Regions from separate parts of the Sus scrofa genome. Here region 1 is linked to region 2. A link is a contact called in public Hi-C data. All regions are on one chromosome and are shown on one strand. The core of a region is the stretch at or near the end of the contact, and the rest is flanking DNA. Distances in the headings are between cores, read along the strand shown.

Region 1 (6,034 bases), core at 465-2,964, 150 kb before region 2:
AAGGCTTAAAGATACACAGCCCTCAGTTCTGTTGAAACCCCAAAGAGAGACGCCTACCAACTCTCTAAGTAATGTTGACTTGTGGATGCTTTTCAGTTTTGTGTAGTTGTGTAAAGACTTTTCACAACCGTTTATTTTTAGGCTTTATTACTTTTCTCTATAAATTCCTCCTGGGAATTGAAGAGACTACAGCTACATTTGTTTTGCAGCAAGCAGCTCCGCGAACAGCCAGCAAGGTGATGGAAGAGGAGCAGACAGGGTGGATGGGCCGGGGGTGGGGGGAGTTAGGAAGTGTCTGGAAGCCTGGAATTTTCCCTCCGAGGGCCTGGCTGGCACTACTCTCTGTTCCCAGAACTTCCAGCTGGTGACTCAGGAATGGGCGCGGCGGCCTCAGCTTCCAGCTCGTGGGGGCACGAGGTCACACCGCCCCAGGCTGGGAAACGAGATGCCCACAGGTCCGTCCCTGGATGCTGAGCAGCAGGGTCCCGGGAGGGTTGAGGTAGGAAGGGTATTTACCCCCCCACCCAGCAGTGTCACCTGTTCGTCGCATCCACTATGAGGCGGTGCCCTGGATCAAGTTCTTACAACTGTCCGAGCCCCGTGTCCCCTCCGGTCTTTCTCTCTGCTTCCCCGCTCCCTGTGGGCAGCTCAGACCTGTGTTCGGGCCCCAGGTCCCCTCGGGCCGGGCGGGAGCCTGCCGGCCCGGCAGGTGGCCGGCAGGGGGCAGCACCGGCCGCCCTCCCTCCAGCCCGCCGGGATCTCCACGCGCCCGGCAAGGTCCCGGCCTCCGCGCTCGTTGGTCCTGAGGTTGTAAAGCCCAGACAGCCATCTGGCTTCCAGTGCCGTGTGTGCGGTGCAGCCCCGCGCAGCGCCGCTGTGCTCTCCGTGAGGAGGGGCAGAGGAGGGGGAAGGAGCGGGTGTCCCCAGCGGAGACCGCGGGCACCTGGGGCGTGGCCTCCACGCCGGGTAGAAAAGGCGCCCTGGCACGCAAAGCCCCAGCTGTCCTGCGGCGGGGATGTGACAGGTGAGAGGTCTGCCCGGGTCGCCCTGAGTGTCCTGGGTCAGCCACCTGCTCACGTCCTGCCGCGTGACCGGCCATGCCGCCGTCGCCCCCCGGTCCCGCTCGAGCCCAGTGTCTGCGCTCCTGACTCGGAGGCGCCAGGACGCCGGTGGATCCCTCCGAGTGTTCGTTGCTGGGAAGGGCCGGGAGGCTGTGGAGATCGTGGGGGCCGCCCCGACCGGTGTGGTCGAGGGGAAAATGCCCTGGCGGGCCCTTCGAGGCCCTGTGACCTCCGCCCGCCAGCGCCCAGGACGGGCACCAAGGTGGCGCCGAGCCCAGATTCTGCGGCTTCCCTGGCGGCGGCGCGCGTCCCGTGGGTGAGAGCTGTTCTGCTTTGAAGAGACTCCCCCAGCTGCCCTGCATGTGTGGCATCTGAGCCACACTGAGAACTTTGAGAAATTCGGCTTATTCACTCCATCTCTTGGTCCCTCGGCAGAGCTTTTGCCCTGGATTCTCTTCCAGGCGGTTCGTCTGTCTGCCCTGAGCTGCCAGATGAGCAGAGAGACCCTTCGTGGAATCCGAGCTTTTACCCTTTTCCAGGGGCCTGGCTGAGTGCTGGTGCAGGCCCGCCCTGGGGGTGCCGAGGGAGGGGTGTCTGTATGGCTCTGGCTCTGGTGGCATTCCTGGCTTCATGTCAGGGCTGCCCTGATGCCAAGCTTCGTGCTGCAGGATGGCCTCGGCCCCAGATGGCCCGACCCCTGTGTGTCCTTGGCCAGCAGAGTCTATCTGTGTCCCCTCCCCCGGGAGGCTCACACTCGGGTTTTGTCAGGTGGAGGGCAGTTTTCTGGGCGCCCTGGCAGTGGTGCCCGGAGTGACAGGAGGGCGGGCAGGTCCGTGGTCTCCTGTCCCCAGTCCCCTGCCTGCAGCCCTCCCTCCCCACTGGCTGCCTGTCCCCACCCCCATGGCAGGGCCTGTCCAGGAGGAACAGATGGGGTGTCAGTGACCTGTTAGGCCTGGGGCTCAGCAGGTGAGGGATCCCTGGTGTTTTTCTGACCCCCCCACCACTTGAGCCCTGTACCTGGGGAGGGGACAGTGGTCAAATCCTGAGATCCAGCAGCCTGTTTGTGCCTCCAGCAAAGAGCTAAGACCTTGTGCATTAGACTCCTCAGTCCTGTGCAGTAGACTCCTTGGCCTGGGAGTCCTTGTGGGGAGGTCACGAGACTGCAGGGGGCTGGGGACACGCACCCAGTTTCCCATTGGCCGTGGAGTCTGGGCTGGGGCCTCCAGCAAGCGGGGTTCCAGATTGGGGGTGAAGTGTGAGAATCTGCTTTTCACGGGCCCCACGCGGTTCTGAACCAGTTTGGAAACCTCGGTTCTGCCTTCCTGCAGGCGCCCACGTGCCGGAGAAACCTGGGCTCCTGGGGAGGGAGCCGGTTACCCTCAGAACTGCCAGCGTTACAGCATCTGCTGGAGAGACCCCCCCCCCCCCGTCTGCACGTAGACAGTTTCCTCCAAACTGTCTACGTGCTTCTCGGCCCGAATCTCAGGGCCAGCTGGCCAGGTTCTGAGGGAAGTGGGAGTCTGCGCGGGTGTGGCCTGACCTGGAGACCCCTGAGCCCCTGGAAACTCCGTGGACCACGGGTGTCTTTTCTAAGCAGAAGCCATGGCTAAAGTAGCGCGTTTTTAGTCCTGTCACCAAGAAGCCACCCCTCCACTGTGCAGAGCGCCAGCAAGGCAGTGTCACCTAGGTCGGATCAAAGCTGTAGGCTGGCCTCTTGCTCCCTCCAGGCCACCCTGGAGGAGGCCTGTTGACCTTGGCCCATCTCTGCACTGCGCCCGGGGGCTCAGGGCGCTGGGGACGAAGCCGTCATCCTGAGCCTCTGCTGCTGGAGCTGCCGCTCCTCATGTCTTCTGCCAAGTGGGGAGGTGGGTTTGTGTGTAAAGATGCCAGTTGTGTGGGTCTGAGCCCGGCGCTGCCCTGCACGGCTCGCCAACCTCCCAGAGCGCTTCGAATTGTTTCCTACGCGGCTCAGGGCCCGGGCAGCTCTCCCCCTGGCCCTGCTGTCCCGCGTTCCCCCGGGCCGGGTTTCTGTCACCTCTCCTCATTGCCCTTTGTTCCTGGATTAAGCCGGCCCAGCTGTCGCTCCCTCTGGCCAAGCGGTACCCTCAGGGCCCATCCTGCCCACGTCCCCGCCAGGCGCACCGCGGCCGGACTGGAGGCTGAGGCCGAGCGGAGGGAGCAGCCCACAGGCTCTTGTTCGGTGACAGAAGGGACCCCTGATGGTTCTGGACACTGTGTCCGTGGCAGCCTGCTTTACCCAGAGGCAGCCTGGCCGAGGAGGTGCCCGGGAGGTTGGGGTGGGGGCTTGGCTCTGCGTCCGTCCCGAGGCTTCTAGATGTTGCTCCTGACCCAGCGGCTGTTCTCCAGGGGAGCCGTGGGCCCACCCTTGGTGCTGGGGCTCAGGTGGCTGTGTGCCCGGCATCCCCCTCGGACTGTCGTCGACCGCATCCCCGGAGGTGGGGGAGGGGGAGCAGGAGTCTCACCGTCCCGGAGCTGTGGCCGGAGGTGGCCGGTGACAGTGGGAACTTCAGTCCCTCCGGCCGACTGGCGGGGTGGGGTGGATGTTATCACCGCGTGAGCCTCTGACCCGCCCAAACATCTGGGACCAGCAAGTGACCCGGGGACTGTCACCTGTGTTCAGAGAAACCCCGCTTGTTGGGCAGGGATCTTGATGCCCTCGCTCAGCCTCGGGTCCAGGGCGAGGAAGCCGCCTGAAGGGTGTGCGGGCTCCCACCCCGCACCGCGTCTACACCGTAGTCAGCCCAGCCTGTCAGCTCCCCCCTCGTGTTCCCGTGACCTGCAGATCCAGACCTTGGCTTCGGCCTTCAAGGCGGCCCCTGCACGGCTGCCCCGTGCTCCCCCTGGTCTGTCAGGCTGGGCTGAACGGAGGGCCCTGCTGACCCGCCGTGGCAGATCCAGCGGCCACGTTGTCTGTTCGTGTCTGTGTACACACGCCTGTGAGTTTGGCAGTTTCTTGGAAAGAAAAGGACTCTGTATTAAACAAAACCACACCGCCATTGACACACTTAAGAGTTCACACCTCCCGGGGGTCCTGCTGTGGCTCAGTGGGTTAAGGATCCAGTGTGGCCAGAGGTGGCTCGGATTCAGTCCCTGGCCGGGGAGCTTCCATGTGCCTCGTATGCCACCAAACAAAACAACCCTGTCAGTAGCCATCAGGTTTGCAGTACGGTGCCGTGAACTAGCTGCCGTGTCACACGCGGAGCCAGGACTTATTCTGACCCCTGCACCATTTGCCACCACCTCCCCCGCCTCTGGCAGACACCTGTCTGTCCTCTGTATCTTCGACTGGGTTGTTTTTTGTTTAGATTTCACGTCTGAGTGAGACCCTCTAGTGTTCGTATTTCTAACTCATCTCACTTAGCATAATGCCTTCGGGGTGTATCCGTGTGGTTGCAGATGGCAAGACTCCACCCTTTATCACGGCTGAGTGATACTCCAGGGTGTGTGGGTACGTACCACGTGTTCTCATCTGCTCCTCCGTGGCGGACACTCACCTACCGTAGATGCTGCAGTGATCATACCTCTTTTCAAGGGAGTGTTTTGTTTCTTCAGAGGGAATCGCTGTATCACAGAGCAGCTCTGCTTAACTTTTGGAGGCCTCTTCACGCTGTTCTGCGCAGTGTCTGCACCAGCTGCCCTTCCCGCCAACAGTGCACGGGGTCCCTGTGTCCACAACACCTGTTACTTCTTGTCTGCCGATGATGTGAGGGAACCTGCTTGTGGTTTGGCTTTGCGTTTCCCTGATGGGCCACGGTGAGAACCCTGCCATGTGCCTAGTGACCACCTCTGTATGTCGTCTTTGGAAAAATGTCTCTTCAGGTCTCAGTAACGGTATTGACGTCTGTGACTTTGGGTTTATTCTGGGTTAACCCCATCAGGTGGATTTTGTACAAATCGTCTCCCCCCTAGTGGGTTGCCCTTTGCTTCTGTCGATGGTTTCTCAAGGCTCTTTGCGTTTCTTTTTTCGGCATCTCTCCACACTCCCATGAGTGAGCTTTTTTAACTTCTGTCGACATGCTCGTGATTACCGTCCGCCTTCAGCCAGGTGCGCCCTTGGGCTTCAGACCGTCTTTCACTCTGGCCTGCGGGACCTGCTGGCTGGGCCGCCTGCTCCGCCATCCCCTGGCCTTCAGGGTCCCGGCCACCTCCGCCTCAGATGCTCCAGCCCCACCCTTCAGTTCTCCTGTGCTGCGGTTGTGACTCAGCCATGGGCTTTCCAATCCAGGCTCTGACCGCTGCCCTAACGCCCTTCCTCCCTTCCTCATCCCGCTGAATCCGTGCAGGTACCACTTTGCCCGGAAGCCCCCTGTGCTGCCATGGCGGCGTGACTGTTTGCCCCCCCCCCACAGTGGGAGTCCTCGGATGGCAGGTCCTTACGGTATTTCAGCTACATTGCCACTGCCTGAAGCGTGGGCACGCAGGTGTTTGTTGAATAATGTTGAACGGGATTGGATATAAATGCCTTTCCCTTGTAATTTTCAGTGAGGGTCTTAGACTGACCTCAGGCAGCTGAGGAGTCCTGAACTCCTCCTCCACGGGGGGCACTGGGGGGGGGTGGCGGAGCCTCAGGCCGAGTCCTTACCCTCCAGGGGAAGACGGTGTGCAGTTCTGGCTCAAAGACTCAGGAGGGTTCAGACTTCCTTAGGCCAGGGTATGGACGACTTGCCCTGAACCTTAACACGTGGCAAGTCTGCGTGGAACTGAGGCGGATCGGAGCAGATACTTGGCAGTGGCCCCTGCCCAGGGTCCCGCCCTGGGAGGAGGCAGAAAGGCTGCTGGGAAGGCGGGGTGAGGACCAGGTCCCGGAGGCCTTTGGAGGCAAAGCTGCAGTGCTTGGTCTTCCTGCGCCTGTGCCTGGGCTGACGGGGGTGGGAGGCGGGGGCCGGGGGCTGGAAGAGTAAGTTCTTGCAGAGGCAGCAGAGGGAGAGCGGCGAGACGTTACAGTGTTTTCA
Region 2 (5,541 bases), core at 2,474-4,973:
TCATTAACCACTGAGCCACGACGAGAATGCCAATAAAAAATTTTAAAAACGAAATTCGTCATCACGCAGTGAGATGTAACATGTGCAGTATTATGATACGCTGACTTACAGAAGCAACGCGGTTGAGGAGACAGTTCAAGGGCTCTGAAATGCAAGTCTGGGGATCTGGGTTCTGGATGATTCTTATCCCTGACCTGTTCGGTGGCCTACCCCTGGCTAGTCACTTGTACCTCTTTGAACCTCAGTTTCCCTGTCTGCAGAAAGGACGGGAGATCACTGAGACTAGACTCTTACATGTCAGGGTCTCCACCTCCTAAGAGAAGCTGACAAAAGCTACAGACCCTGTTACCGAACATGTATGTCTAGGAGTTCTCCTGTTGTCACTGGGGCAGCTCAGGTCTCTACCATGGCACAGGTTTGATCCATGGCCTGGAAACTTCCACATGCCACAGGCACCGCCAAAAAAAAAAACAAAAAACAAAAACGCATGCACACGCACACACATATATAATACATGTATGTATGTTTGCACCCAAAAATTGACTTACGATTTCCTTCTGATATTCATCGTGAACTCCCTAAGACCTCTGTACTGAAAGATTTCTTGAGGGAGTTCTTGCTGTGGCACAGTGGATTAAGAACCTTGAATTGCCACACCTGTGGTGTAGGTGATAACTCAGCTCAGATTCAATCCCTGGCCGGGGAACTTCCACATGCCACAGATGTGGCCAAAAATAAACACATAAATAATCAATCTTTTGAGATTGTTAAACACACTAAAGCCCTATGATTTTCTTGAAAGAAATATATGAGCCACCAAGTAGAAAAATGAAGTAAAAACAACTGTGAAAGACATCACTAATTACTTTGAGTCCCAAAATATATTAACAGCTAAAATACTCAGCAGTTTTATATAAACATGATTTCTTCAAATGGATATCCATCACACACAGACAGACAAATGCTAAGGAGACCCATTCTCTTTTTCTTAATCTTCTAACACTAAGTAACTGCAGGACATTTAACAATCTTAACTATCCCCAAATGAATTAATCTACCTGCTTTCTAGTCCCAGTACCCTGTAGGTTAAGAACCACAGACTGGGAGTTCCCGTCATGGCGCAGTGATTAACGAATCCGACTAGGAACCATGAGGTTGCGGGTTCGGTCCCTGCCCTTGCTCAGTGGGTTAACGATCCGGCGTTGCCGTGAGCTGTGGTGTAGGTTGCAGACGCGGCTCGGACCCCGCGTTGCTGTGGCTCTGGCGTAGGCCGGTGGCTACAGCTCCGATTCATCCCCTAGCTTGGGAACCTCCATATGCCGCGGGAGCGGCCCAAGAAATAGCAACAACAACAACAACAACAAAAAAAGACAAAAGACAAAAGAACCACAGACTGGTAACAGAGACCTGAGTTGAAAATGTGGGTAAATTACTTAGCCTCTACATGTTTCCGTCCCTTAGACTATAAAATGAAAATGAAAGTACTAACTACCTCAGTTACTGAGGATTAAATACAGTAATATATGTAAAGTGCATGGCCTCACACATGATAAGCACTCAAAAGTGAGCTACTATTATTAATTACAATAAAATGGAACGCAGCTTTCATACTGAGAAATAATGCAGCAATTGCTACTCTTCCACATTTTGGTACACATTTTTGAACAGTAAGGGGACATTGTCAAAAAGCAACTTCCTATTTTTAATAACTTTTTCTTAACAGTCTTCTCTGCAAAGATTTAAAAGTATGTAAATGGATGGGCGTTCCCATTGCAGCTCAGTAGGTTAGGAATCCAAATAGTATCCATGAGGATGCAAGTTCAATCCCTGGCCTTGAGGAGCAGGTTAAAGGATCTGGCGTTACTACGAGCTGAGCTGAGGTGTAAGTCACAGATGTGGCTCGGATCAGGCCCTGCTATGGCTGTAGTGTAGGCGGGCAGCTGCAGCTTGGATTCAACCACTAGCCTGGGAACTTCCATAGGCCACAGATCCCGCCCTAAAAAGAAAAGAAAAAGAGAAAAATAAAATAAAAAAGTATGGAAATGGATATCTATATAACACATATGAGAGGTGGTGAGATGGAGTGGAAAGGGACCTGGCTTTAGAGCTAGACAGATCTGAGTCCTAGACCTAAATTGGCCACTTAAACTCTCTCTCATCCGCGTTAACCAGTGCAAGGATTAACAGAGTACGTAAAGCATCAAACACAGTGTGTGGCACGTAGTAGAATTTTTCTCGGCCCCTCCCTTACAAGTGAAAAACTAGCTTTGCCAGAGAAGACAGAAAGTACCAGCAAGCACAAATACTAACCAACACTCAGGCCAATGATGAAGGTCGCTGATTTTATCTTATCAATAGAAAAACTAAAGCAACCGTTTTTTGGGTCAAAGCCTCCTTCCAAAGTCTGAAAAATATGGGGCCTTTAGCTCCTGGAAATTTTTCAGTTACTTCAGGAAATGGTATAAGGCAGAGATTTTTAAAACTCATATTAAGGAGAAGAGTAGCTAAGTTTTTCTAGACTTAAGTTGCAAGAATCTGAAAATGTTATCTAGTCAAGTTTGTGATAAAACAATTTACTCTGCCCATAAGGCAGCAAGTAAATCCTGCTTTTGATAAGACGTCTCAGTTTTATGAGCTACCTGGTGTTGTGCGTGAAAACCAAACTTGATAAACAGAACTACAAACGATGCTAGATTTAGTTCAAATCTTTTTAAATGTGATGCTTGAACACATAATCCAAACACCGGAACCCAAAGGGGGAAAGAAGATGCAAAAAAGTAAGGAATCTGGCTGCATTCAATTCTTAGAAAGGCTGATTCAATTCAAGTAATCAAATAAGCCTCTAACTTCCAATAAAAATCTACAAACACCAAAGTCGTGGTTTACAAAAACAAAACTGGCCCTGCAAATGCAGAGCTCACTGAGTAGGTGAATACAGTTTATCCTTCCTTCTACTCCCTGCGTGGAAGGCTTTATCCTTTGACTTAGCCTTACCTGCACTGTTGAAGAAATAACCTACACTCCAAGTCGTTCCTTGTGTTGTAGTTTAAGAAAAAAGTCAAAGAGGCCCGTAGATCCAACTCTCCTCAATGCGCGAGCCACAGGCAGCTCTATAGTTAACCCAGTTTTGCCCCAATGACCTTGGTCCCTAACACTCTCCTCTCTCCTTCCTGTCGGTCCTTCCACGTGCGGCCGGCTGCGGTTGCCCAGCCGCGGCTGCAGATCGGAGAACGCCCTCAGGAACCCGAAGGCACAAGGGGAACAGGAGCTGCTAATAGCACCCGAGCCTGGACAGCCCTTCGCCGCCTGCACCGACTCCCCAGCGGCGCGCACAAGCCCCCGACCCGGCTCCCGCCTCCCCTCGACCCCGCACGGTGAGGGCAGTGGCACAGGAACCCGCTTTCCTTCGGTGCCCCCGTTCCGCGGCGCGGCTGGGGCGCCGGACACCCGGAGAAGGGACAGTCCGGCAAGGGGCTCAGAGGCGGACGCACAGCCGGAGGCAAGAGTCCTGCGCCACGCCACCGCCGCCTCCTCCAGCTCCAGGCTCCCGGGAGGCCCCGGCCAGTCGCCAGCCCGGCGGGTGAGAAGGCCGAGAGCGGCAGGGTGGCCAGAGGCCGCGGGCGCGGGGCGCGGGGGTGCGGCCACTCACCATCAGAACTTTGGCCGCGTTCTCCAGCTGAGCGATCACTTCTGGGGGCCCCAGCGCCGCCGCCATCATGGTCTCTCTTCAATGACGCGCCATGCGCTGCATTCTGGGAGCGGGCGCCGGGCCGGCCAATCGCACGGCGCCCCGGGCTCGCGCGCTCCCGCCGGAGCCGTCGCCGCCGCCGACGTCGACGCGGGGTCGCGAGGTCGCGGGGTCAGGGTGGCCGGCGGGAGCTTGCTTCCCCGGCACCAGCCCGACCCGGCGCGCTTCCCGCCGCCTCTCCCGACGGCGCTTCCGACCCCTCCGTGTCCTCTGCGCCGCGGCCGCGTTCCCGACGGGGAAAGCGGCCTGCAGGGCCCGCGGCCGGGTTCGTCTCCGAGCCCCCCCGGGAAGCGCATCCCGTGCCCGCGGTTCCCTTTCCGGGCCGCCCCGCCGGCAGCGAACCGGCAGGAACCCGGCCTGGAGGCCTGCGTTCGGAGAACGCGCTACTCGCGTTTGTTGTGCGAGGACCTCGGCAGAGTGATGTCAGGTGTGGACTCCGGCGGAAAGGTCCGTCCGCGGATCGCAGAGCCCCTTTCCCTCCCCCTGGACCTGAGAGCAGCTGCTGCCGAGTTCAAACCAGCTTTAACCGTTAGGAACCTTGTTTGGACGAGGAGCGTGTTTTGTTCCGAGTTGACATCTACTTGCTCTAAGCTTCTACTGTACCGTAAACTTTTGGGGGCCGTTCTGCTTCTTGGGGCCACACAGAAAGTCAAACTTTACTTCAGTGTTTGTAAGCGTCCTGTTGAAATTTCTTTTTCCAGTTAAAAGTAAGCCATGTTTTGGAGGGGGGTTTTTTGTTTTGTTTTTTTGGTTTTTTGTCACTGCAACAGAACTGTATTATTAGCTCCACTGAAAAATGGGTTTCTTAACTTGGCATCTCTGCAGCTTGAGCTTGAGGAAGTGAATTAACAAGGTTTTTATTGTTTGAGAAATAAAGTACCTTTTATTTCATTACCAAGGTCACAGTGAGTGCAGTTAAGGGCCTTTTTTACTCTGTTGTGCGGTTAACCTAGTGACTCACAAATAGAACACATTCACTAATATTTCACTAAGGACTGGTGGTTGGGATTTAATGATTTTTCGACTTTTCTCTGGTGTGAAAGCAGTACCTGTTCATTAGAAGCTGTGCTTGAAGTAAATAAGCTCTGTGACAGAGACTGATATGAGGGAGTTACCGCTGTGGCACAAACAGGGTTGGCAGAGGCGTCTTGGAAGGCTGGGAGGCAGGTTAAATCCCAAAGTGGAGTAAGGATTCTGCGTTGCTACAGCTGTGGCTTAGATCAAGACTGCGGCTAAGATGTGATACCTGGCCACGCAGACTCCATATGCCACCAGGCACAAAAAAAAAAAAACTGAAATGGCATTTTGCAACAACATAGATGAATCTAGAGGCCCATCATACTAAGGGAAGTAGGTCAGAAAGACAAATATATTACTTGGATGTGGACGCTAAAATATGACGCAAATGAACCTTTCTATGACACAACAGACTTTGGTCCCAAGGGGGCTGGGGGTGGGGGGTGGGGGATTGGGAATTTGGGGTTAGCAGATGCAAACCAATGTACTGAATGGATAAACCAGAAGGTCCTACTATATAGCAAAGGGAACTATATTCAATGGCCTGTGGTAAACCACAATGGAAAAACATGTAAAAGAATATTTTAAAAACCTGAGTCACTTTGCTGTACAGCAGAGGTGAACACAACATTGTAAATCAGCTATACTGCAATTAAAGATAATAAAAAATAATGGAGTTCCCGTCGAGGCTTATTGGTAACGAACCTAACTAGCATCCATGGGGACGCGGTTCGATCCCCGGCCTTGCTCAGTGGGTTAAGGATCCCGCGTTGCCA

The links. A called contact is a pair of places that touch in the nucleus more often than the background predicts.
Region 1: a contact with region 2 is called in a Hi-C map of skeletal muscle, with 2.7 times the contacts expected there. The contact joins the enhancer-like site here to the promoter of XPO4 in region 2. A contact is called at or near these places in 1 of 5 promoter capture datasets (liver), 6 of 47 Hi-C or Micro-C datasets (fetal heart ventricle, heart right ventricle, liver and 2 more) and 1 of 2 datasets of contacts at active chromatin or transcription factors (skeletal muscle).

What each region holds. Positions count from the first base shown.
Region 1 is chr11:1,057,172-1,063,205 of Sscrofa11.1, forward strand. The region is part of intron 2 of IL17D (interleukin-17D); the gene reads left to right. It overlaps EEF1AKMT1 (protein-lysine N-methyltransferase N6AMT2), which reads right to left. Exons shown (of 5, transcript XM_021065435.1): 5 at 1-6,034. Among named protein-coding and RNA genes, the nearest start is that of IL17D, 31 kb to the left of the region's middle. Within about 2 kb of position 1,715, at least 24 of the 83 cell types and tissues checked have an H3K27ac peak or open chromatin away from gene starts, as enhancers often do. A contact at or near this core is called in skeletal muscle, where this site is marked.
Region 2 is chr11:1,204,365-1,209,905 of Sscrofa11.1, forward strand. XPO4 (exportin-4) reads right to left here and starts at 3,724. Exons shown (of 21, transcript XR_002336598.1): 1 at 3,650-3,724.